Linked DNA regions of Macaca mulatta: region 1 is linked to region 2. The links are chromatin contacts, called in public Hi-C maps. All regions are on one chromosome and are shown on one strand. The core of a region is the stretch at or near the end of the contact, and the rest is flanking DNA. Distances in the headings are between cores, read along the strand shown.

Region 1 (5,287 bases), core at 2,396-4,895, 150 kb after region 2:
CACAGCACTATGTTTATAATTGTACCCGGTGTATGTTTATACTATAACAACTGATAGCTAAATAAATTATATTAGTGAGAGGATGGTGTCAAATACTAAACTCCCCAAGGGCATGCGTGTCAGTGTTTCCTAAAACGGTCAAACACTCAACTTCCCCAAAAGCTGAAATTGAAATTGACTTCTTGAGATAGAGTACGTACTTTTCAGAATTGTTTCCTTTTCCCTGACTTAAGGTTAAGTGTGAGATTTAGGGTTAACTGAAAAGAACAACTCTTCAAGAAATACCTGGGAACCTGTAGTCTTCCAGGTTATCTGTATGTTGCCATAGGGTAATTTTAACATGTCATTTATACTACAGTATACCCTGAATTAATTCAAAAGAAAACACATCTAACATGTCTTAATTTTTTGATGCAGAAGAATCACTGTTTCAGGTTTCTGTTAACATAAGATTCCAATAAAAATAAAGTTTGTATTCGGTTCTTAGGTTTCTCTGGGTTAACTACTGAAACACACTATACTTCAGAAGTATTATACTATGCTCGATTAGTCTTACTGAAAGTTCTGGAGAATCAGAGGCTATTAATGTGTCGATGCTCATGCCCTTAGTGGTGTTATTCAGCGTCCTGGGAAAATAAACTGAAATGTGGCTCAAAATATGGCTCTAAGCTCAACAGGGCACAATCCACTACTTGCAAGTCTTCCCACCCCCTACTTTCCTAGGAAATGATTCTATTTTAGGTATTAAGTACCTCTCTAAACACAGCTATATTTAGTGCAGTTTTACAACTTCCCTTAGTATCAATAACACTTCTGTGACCAAACAAATAAACAAAACAAATGATTACAAACTGGTTTATTTTTTATGGGAAAGTGTCAACATCTTTATTGCTAATATAAGCATTTAATGTCAAAGAAATGAAGGTAATTTTACAAACTCAATTTTTGTAAGTACATGAAATTTCTATTTCATTATATGGTTTTGTATCACATTCGTTCAAATGCATTTCTCTCCCTTACAGGGACTATTCCAACATCACTCCTTTGGAATTATTTCAGTCATCCCTAACATGTGACTTTACCAAAGACCTTGAAGCTAAACAAACAAGCAAAACAAAATTTCAATGACTTTTAGATGAATGGAATAAGAAATAGTCATCACATGTCAATTAGGGATGTTTATCTCCAACAAGACACTGTCAAAATGTTTCTTCTGATACAGCAGTTATAAGTCAGAGCCTTCAAAAAACAAGGGCAGAACAAGAGCACAATAAAAGAAGCACCTGCAACTTAAGCTTCCCACAGTCCTAAGCCTGATATGCGCAAAGCAAAGCCTCTTTCCCACAAACTCAATTCCATCCATTTGAGCTTTCAGAGATAGATGCCCAAGAACTACCATTAATGTATACAGCATATTGACTCTAGTTGCATCAATTATGCCTGAAGAGTTTAATACCCATCCAAGTCCAAAGGTGGAAGAATACATACACTGGTATGGTAATAGGCAAGAGCAGGCTGTAAAAGCAAAGGCTGGCTGTGCTAGTGCAGCCCTGTGGGAAGTTTTCTTCCACAGAGGCTGAGTAGAACAGTCCTGTTAAAGAAACCAGTGGAATAAGAACAGTCAATGTAGGAAGAGACAGAAACATTCTTCTCTTCCACTTATTACCTGCCACTGTGTTTTAAAAGGTATATGGTACTAAGAAAAGTTGGCTGTTGCGTTTTATGTTTTTTTAATTATGAACTAGCGCTGCTCCACTTCTTCCTGCTTCTTACTTTGATGCGTCATCCTAGCTGCCTGTGGTATCATATTAGGAATCCCATCAATGATTGGATAAGCTATTCCCAACTCTTCATTAATCAATTCATTTGTTGATGCTTCATATCTGGGGTGGAAAAAAAAAAGAACAAAATGAGTTGTGGAAAAATAAAATAATTGAAGAGCCTGATTTTCAACAAATACCACCATTTATCCAATTCTTGGTATGGAGTTAATCCCAGAATAGTCTTCTTTAATTAAAAGCAACGATAGCCAATTCAACCTTTTATCTTAGAAAAATTCTCTTAGAATCTATAATTATTCCCATTTTAGTCAGTTTCTCTCATATTCTCTTTTTCACCTTATTCACAAGTTATTCCTTAATTTTTTTTTCATACTAGTCAGAAAAGATCCCCCTCTCTTATCCAAATATTCCTTCATTACTTTGGTCAACCCCCAAATCATCTCTGTTAATTTACTACTGGAATAAACACTAGAGAAAAATCAACTTCTTCGTTTTAGAATAAATGCTAAGTAGAAAAACTTAACTAATCCATTAGAAGGAAATCACTGGAAAAGGTGAGAGGGCAGAAATGAGGAAACTTTGGAAAGCAGTAAGTCTGCCGTGAGCTAGTTATAAACGCAAATCAAATAATTTCAAGGTTTGAGAAAACTGAATATGTTTATTATGGGAAAAAAGAAATATGAAAAATTGCTAGTAATCTACCACTCAAAGATAACCACTGACAACGTTTTGGTGTTTCGTTTATGCGATTTGTAATACTAGCGTTAGTGTTGTCAATATTCCATTTTTGGGAGCTTGGAAACTGTAGAGCTGTCTTCCCAAAAACTAGGTTAAAGAGGCTTCTAAGAAATCTGCTAGGCCACAACTAAGAGCCACCAGGCAGCATACACAGCTGAATTGCTTAAGATTGTCAGGCACCAGTTGTACAAGACACTTTCACAAGAATCTGGAGGGTAAAATACTTTTCATTATCTTGGCTTAAAAACCGGATGGCTTTGGACTTGTCCTGAATCGCAGTAATTCAAGAACCTGCTGGTACGTTAGAAATCATTTAGGGACCATTTAAGAACACAAATAAGCTGGGCGTGGGGGCGGCGCCTGTCTCCCGACTCCTGAGGAGGCTGAGGTGGGAGTTCTAGGCCAGTCTGGGCAACGTAGGGGGGCACCCTGTCTCTTAAAAGGAAAAAAAGAAAATACAAATGTTCAGGTCCCAACCCCCGAGCATTCCAAGTCTGCCCGTCTTGGGGGCTGCAGGGGAATCGGCATTTTTAAAACGGTCCCCGGGTGATTGCAAAGAGCAGCCGGTCGCGAAGCCTAAAACGCTTCGAGCCATTCCGGCAGGCTGGCTATGTGCTCTGGGAGATGTGGGACGCGGCTCCCCTGGCCTCCGGTCTCCCCCGTTCTGCCCGCCGCAGGGGGAGGTGCATGCACCGGCGGGGACAGAGTCCAGAATATGGCAGCGGAGAGTATTCACCGACCTACAAGTCCCCAGTGGCTGAGACAGGCCGCGGTCCACCACTCCCTTTCCGCCCACCGGGAGGCTGCGAAGGAAGGGCCAAGACCAGCGAGTCACCTGAGCGGCTTCTTGGAGAGCGGGCACACCAGGAACTCCAGCAGCGCCGGATCCAAGGCGCGGGGCGGCTCCTCCGTCTCGTTGCTCCGGTCGGCCAAAGGCCGCGAGCCCGACGCGTGCAGACACCTACAGGCGACCGCGGACCGCGCTGCGCTAGTTCCCCGCAGCGCTGAGGCGAGCCTGCCGCGTGCTCCGCTCAGCATGGTCTGGCAGCCGGAGACCAGGCCTCACTGCGCCTCCGCCAGCCGGGGCCGAGCTCCTCGCTCCGCGGTAGTACAAGCCAGCCGACCAGGCCCCGCCCCCTGGTGCTCTGGGAAACGCTGCCGGTGAGTAGGCGGGGCGGGCGCTTTGGTTCCGAGGGTGCTCCTGCTCCGACTGCTTTTCCCACGGACGTCATCTGCAGGCCGTAGGACAGCCCCAGGGCTGAGGCCTCTAGTGGGTGCCCCGCCGCCTTACCAGACTACAAACTAAATCAGTGTTTAAGTCGAGGTGTCTGGGCTTTCACCGGGGCCTGTGGCAGAGATGCTAGGAAGCCAGTGGCCAGATCTCAGAGTTGTAGGGAGTTAGGCTTGGACCTACGTGGTTACCTCCAAGTGAAGTTTCAAACACACTGTCATGTATTGTATTGAATGTATTGCCATGGATGTATTGAAAGCGTTCATTTGTTTCATGTACGTCTTTACTATACCATTAGTTTCTGTAATCTTGTTTGACTTCTTTCTGTCTCATTTAAAAAAGTGAGAACCTGGAAGGAATGGTCTAGGCCTCTGACCCTCCAAAATATATAAATTCTTCCTGCCTGAGACCCAGTCATTGTGAAGTATTTGCGTAATAAAGCACAACTAATTTACTTCTATCAATGAGCTTGGAGGCCGCAAAGGGCCTAAATAACTGTGTAACAGGCAGATGTCTGTTAGTCAAATGGGTGATCCATTCAGTGAATTTGTATCCCAGGTTTGCTTCCGACTCTCCGAGGAAGTGATGCATGTTAGATCTCTTTCTTACAGTGTAGTAGATGGGAACTTGGGCTCTGGGGCCTGACAGCTTGGTTTCCTGTCCACAGTTTAGTAGCCGGATTACTTCGGCAAGTGACTTAACTGCTCATTTTACTTATCTGTATAAGATTAATAATTGTACCTACCTTGTTCTGTCAAGGTAGGGGATAAATGTGATTGTGCATTCGAAGAACATTTAGAAAAGTGCCTGGCACAAATTAGTGCTCTATTAATGTTGTCTATTTTTATTTTTATGTCATCTAGTTTTTCCATGTCCGAAGACTCAAAGTTTCTTGTTAGTCATCCATTTTTTCCCTCCGTTCTGCTGAATATCAACCTGAACTTTTTTTTGCATCTCTGGGCATTATCATTTCACACTTTGAGTTCCTGGGGCTAGAAGGAAAGAATACGAAAATATGTTTATATTTTCAAATTTCTCTCCCACTCCAATGTAAAAATAAATTGAGAAATGTTTATGCGTTCATCCTAATTTTTTGTCTATTTGTTTTTTGGGCCATCCTGTTTTTTAAAAAAAAAAGTTAATTTTTTGATGTTCTTTGTTCACTAATGCTCAGGAGATTTTCTAAGGTTAATGTAGTTTGTAGGATACCAAAAAGGAAACACTTCTACTGGATAGATATTTAAGAGATAATGAAAGTCTCCGGTTGCCACACCTTCCTTCCCCCACAAAGAAATCTTTCATAGTCGGTTATTAGAGTCACTAAGGGACTAGAGTATAGGGCAGTTATCAGGACTTACCCCCCCAGTCACTAACGGACTAGAGAATAGGGCAGTTACCAGGACTTACCCTCAAGGGAAACTACTGTAAAGTTCCTATGTTACCTTCACACTATTTCCGACTAGGGCAGTAGCAGGAATTAATTTTCAGTTGAAGTCAGTTGATAATTTGGGCTCAAGGGAAGGGGTGAACTGTAGGA
Region 2 (5,184 bases), core at 1,450-3,949:
CCCATGTAGCTGGATCTACAGGTATGTGCCAATACGCCCAGCTATTTTTTGTGTTTTTGGTAAAGATAGGGTTTCACCATGTTGCCCAAGCTGGTCTCCAACTCCTGAGCTCAAGCGATCCTCCCATCTTGGCATCCTAAAGTGCTAGGATTACAGGCATGAGCCACTGTGGCTAGCCCAAGATAAATTACTTAAGGAGATAGATATCCCAATTTGATAATGTGTCAAATTATCATATGTACCCCCAAAACATGTACATCTATTATGTATCAATAAAAAATTTTTTAGGCCAAGATTGGTGGCTCATGCCTGTAATCCCAGCACTTTGGGAGGCTGAGGCAGGCAGATCACTTGAGGTCAGGAGTTCGAGACCAGCCTGGCAAACATGGTGAAACCCCATCTCTACGAAAAATACAAAAACTAGCCAGGTGTGGTAGTGCCCGCCTATAATCTCAGCTATTCAGGAGGCTGAAGCAGGAGAATCGCTTGAATCGGGGAGGTGGAGTTTGCAGTGAGCTGAGATCATGCCACTACACTCCAGCCTAGGTGGCAAAGCGAGACTCTGTCTCAAAAAAAAAATTTTTTTTTAAAGAAATAATATGAGGGCTCAGTGTCTTATGGTAATAATACCAAACTCTTACATTCTGTGCTTGAGAAAAGAAATAAACATTAAGAAATTACTATTCAGAAAAAGGTTATATTTGGTATATAAGAAAACAGAACCAGAAATATTAATACTATTCACTGACTCACTACTCATCAATCCAATTGTCCAATATACCCTTATTAGCATCTACCAAGTTCCAGGTACTCTTGAAGTAGAAAAATAAAGAACATTTGTTCTTCTCTTTAAAGAACTTGGAATATGGTCATAAAGAGTGGTGAACTGAAATTATATAAATAGGTTCTATAATAGTTTCTTTAAAAAAATCAATAATGCTGATGATGGCTAACATTGTCAAAGTTGCCAAATCTAAAATCCAGTGCTCAGCTGGACATGGTGGCCTGTAATCACAGCACTTTGGAAGGCTGAGGTAGGCAGATCACCTAAGGTCAGGAGTTCGAGATCAGCCTGGGCAACATGGTGAAACCCCATCTCTTCAAAAAATACAAAAGCTAGCTGGGCGTAGTGGCACATGCCTGTAGTCCCGCTACTTAGGCGGCTAAGGCGGGAGGATCACTTGAAGCTGGGAGGCAAAGGTTGCTGTGAGTTGAGATGGTGCCATTGCACTCCAGCCTGGGCGACAAGAGCGGAAACTCAGTCTCAAACAAACAAATAAATAAATACAAATCAGTGCTCAATCCTTACCTTGCTCTACAAGAAATTGACAAGAGTTGATCCTTCCCTTATTCATTACTTGCTCTGTCTATAACTCCCGCTCCTGGTTTTCCTCCTATGATCAGTCCTCTAGCCTCTGCCACATTGTTGCCACATTCACCCCCTGGGGGTTCTCATTCAGCCATCTGGCTTTAAGCATCATCTCTACACTGATGGCTCCCAATTTTCTGACTACACCCCAGCTTCTCTCTACAACTCCAAAACAGTTTATCCTATTGCCTTCTTGATTAACAAGCATCTCACAGTTATTACCAATCTATACTCCAGACCCACATAGCTCTAAACCTGCACCTTCCTCACGGTTTCCCAGTCCAGTAGAGTTTACCTTGCAGTAACCCCTAAGCCAACCCTGGAGTAATCCCTAATCCCTTTTCTTCTTTCCCCCCAATTTCCAATCCGTCATCAAATCTGTGGACTCTTACTTTCAAAACACGTCTTGAATCTAATAACTTCTCTCTTCCCTTCTAGGATATCACTTGACCTGGACTCTGAAGTAGTCTCTGCTAATTGGCTTTCTGCTTCCATTTGTGTCCTATTATTTTTCACACAGCAGCCAGATGAATCTTTAAAAACTAAAGTCAGATCATGGCTCTTCTCTATTCAAAACCTTCCAACTGCTGCTTTTCATCCTCTGCCCTTAGGCAATATCACGACTCATTCCCTCATTTCCCATGTCCCCTCAGCTCTCTGCACAAATATCACTTCATCAGGGAGATCTTTCCTAATATCTCAAATACCAGTGCCTTCGGCCTCCACCCTCTGGTTCCTGTTGTATTTTTCGTTGCCCCTTGATATTACACTTATGTGTTTTATGTAAATGCATCAAGAGGATCTTGTCTTTCACTAACTGTATTTGCAGGTCGGGCGCGGAGGCTCAGGCCTGTAATCCCTGCACTTTGGGAAGCTGAGGGTGGGGGGGTGGATCACTTGAGGTCAGGAGTTCGAGACCAGCCTGGCCAACATAAGGAAACCCCATCTTTACTAAAAATACAAAAATTTGCCGGACGTCGTGGCGCACGGCCGTAATCCCACCTACTCTGGAGGCTGAGAGTGGAGAATCGCTTGAACCCGTGAGGCGGAGGTTGCAATGAGCCGAGATGGTGCCACTGCACTCCAGCTTGGGCAACAGAGCGAGACTCCTCCGTCTCAAACAAACAAACAAAAAACAAACTTGTATTTTCAGTGCCAAAAAAGGTCTGGAAAGAGGTGGGCACTCGGATGCTTCAATTCTAACACTTTAGATATCTATTAAATTATCCCAACATATTAGATTTGCTGAATTGCTGTCCATATTTCGTAGATGTGATAGCTGAAGCACGGAATCATGAGGTAACCTACTCAAAGTGGCATTAATGACTCATAAATGGCTTAGGATATAAACCCAGGTTCAACACCTGGGACGCCCTCTCTGCTCTTCAGCACTTGAAGTTCAGGCAGCAGAGAGAGCTGACGTGGAGCCAGGGCTGCGCTCCTGGGGCGGGTTGAAGACAGGGTGAGCATCTTGATATCCTGGAAATCATCGCGCACCCAGTCACCAGCGTTCGGGAGCCTGTCGCAGCGGGACGGACGGAATCCGGAGCAGGCGACAGGGCGCAGAAGCGGGATGTATTTCTGTTGGGGCACCGACTCCAGGGAGCTGCAGCGCCGGAGGACGGAGCGCAGCCCCGGGGCTGAGCTACTGCAGGCGGCCAGCGGGGAGCGCCACTCTCTGCTGCTGCTGACCAACCACAGGGTCCTCTCGTGCGGAGACAACAGCAGGGGCCAGCTGGGCCGCAGGAGAGCGCCGCGCGGGGAGCTGCCAGGTGAGCGCGGGGCCCCAGGTGCGGGGTGTGGGGACCCCAGTGCATGGGCGCGGGGGCTTGGGTACCGGGCGCAGAGAACCGGGTGCGGGGCGCTGGGACCCCGGGTGAGGGGCGCGGGGGCCCAGGTGCAGGGAGTGGCTCAGATGCTGGGCGCCGCGGGCCAGGCAGGGGGGGGTGTTGGGAGCCTCGGATCCCTCCGGACCAGAAGAGCCACAGGAACCGGGAAAATGGTGCCCTGTGCTACGAAGAGCAGCTTCCTCAGTTTCGTTTTCCCGATGCCCCTCGGATTTGTTTCGGTTTCCAATTCAAGTTCAAAGCGAAACTGAGAGCCGAAACTAACCTGGTCAACGCTGCTCTGGACAGAGATGTGGTCCCTCCGGCTTGCCTTGCAGACAAATCCTCGCCTGCACGGTTCTACCTGGAGAAGGCAGCCTGACCTTACAAACGTGGTTTGTGGGTTGGACACATGTATCTCCCTTAGAAATACACTGGGACCTTTTTTTCTTTAAAAATATGTGATAGGCTGGGCGCAGTGGCTCACTCCTATAATCCCAGCACTTTGGGAGGCTGAGGCCGGCGGATCACGAGGTCAGGAGATCGAGACCATCCAGGTCAATATGCTGAAACCCCGTCTCTGCTAAAATACAAAAAATTAGCCGGGCTAGCCGGGCGTGGTGGCGTGTGCCTGCAGTCCCAGCTACTAGGGAGGCTGAGGCAGGGGAATCGCTTGAACCCGGGAGGCGGAGGTTGCAGTGAGCTGAGATCGCACCACTGCACTCCAGCCTGGCGACAGAGCAAGACTCCGTTTCAAAATAATAATAATAATAAATATATATTGTTTATATATGATAATACAATAATCGTTATGGATTATTGTAGAAATACGAGAACAAAATCACCGTAGCTCCAACACCCAAAGATAACTCCTAACATTTTGATGCATTTTCTCCCTGTCTACTTTTTTCTATGTATATAATCTTTATAAAAATCATGTCATTATAGATTTGTATATGCAGTATTCATGCAACTCTGAACACTGTGTTTTCATCAAACATAATCTTATGAACATATTACCCTTTTGTTGTGTATGTTTTGAAAATATATTTTAAATTGCTACATAACATTCTAAACTCTGAGAGTACCATAATTATTCTCTTTTTGTGGAAATTAGATTGTTTCCCACTAGGGACTTTTATAAATAATACTGATTGATATTCTTGTAAGCAAATATTTGACCACATTTCTGATGACTTGCTGAGAATAGTTTCAAAAGGTGTGTGGAGGAGGAAAATTTTTCCTTTACCTTCTTAGGTTCAGCACCTGGGTCCTGCAAACTTAACTGACAAAAGACAGATCGACAGGAGGAAAAGCATACAATTTTATTAATCTTTTACATATAGGGAAATTTACATGCCTGGGAATTTACAGAATAGAAGTGAAACTCAAGTGCTTCGACTTAGGAGCTTGTGTACCATGTTTAACAAAGAAAAAGGGATTTGGACTTTAAAGGATGATGAACTCAGGGAAAGTGACTAGAAAAATATATGGGAAAATCTAATGGACGATAAGGTTATTTTAATTAGACTTGTTTATGCAGGCTCACCTCAGGGCCAAGTCTTCATCTTAGGTGACCCTTCTCTTCTTTTTTTTTTTTTTTTTTATTTTTTGAGATGGAGTTTCGTTCTGTCGCCAGGCTGGAGTGCAATGGCATGATCTCAGTTCACTGCAACCTATGCCTCCTGGGTTCAAATGGTTCTTCTGCCTCAGCCTCCCAAGTAGCTGGGATTACAGGCACGCCCCACCATGCCCAGCTAATTTTTATATTTTTAGTAGAGATAGGGTTTCACCATGCTGGCCAGGCTGGTCTCAAACTCCTAACCTCGTGATCCACCTGCCTCGGCCTCCCAAAGGGCTGGGATTATAGGCATGAGCCACCGCGCCTGGCCGACCCTTCTCTTCTTGGTGCAGGAGATGGGAGCTTCTCACAAAAGGATAGTTGTGACCTACTTTTAGGTAGATCAGAAGAGAGCAGAGAACTCTTCC

Evidence for each region. Hi-C and Micro-C count contacts between places; a contact is called where the count stands out from the background.
Region 1: a Hi-C map of CD4 T cells shows a contact between it and region 2, with 5 times the contacts expected there. The contact joins the promoter of PIGY here to the promoter of HERC6 in region 2. A contact is called at or near these places in 4 of 14 Hi-C or Micro-C datasets (CD4 T cells, blood, fetal cortical plate and 1 more).

Annotation. Positions count from the first base shown.
Region 1 is chr5:97,842,403-97,847,689 of T2T-MMU8v2.0, forward strand. PIGY (phosphatidylinositol glycan anchor biosynthesis class Y) reads right to left here and starts at 3,646. Exons shown (of 2, transcript NM_001265768.1): 1 at 3,355-3,646; 2 at 852-1,883. The coding sequence starts at 1,646. The coding sequence ends at 1,431. It overlaps PYURF (PIGY upstream open reading frame), which reads right to left and starts at 3,667. Exons shown (of 2, transcript NM_001261568.1): 1 at 3,355-3,667; 2 at 855-1,883. The coding sequence starts at 3,557. The coding sequence ends at 1,742.
Region 2 is chr5:97,696,048-97,701,231 of T2T-MMU8v2.0, forward strand. HERC6 (HECT and RLD domain containing E3 ubiquitin protein ligase family member 6) reads left to right here and starts at 2,700. Exons shown (of 22, transcript XM_078002009.1): 1 at 2,700-3,141. The coding sequence starts at 2,943.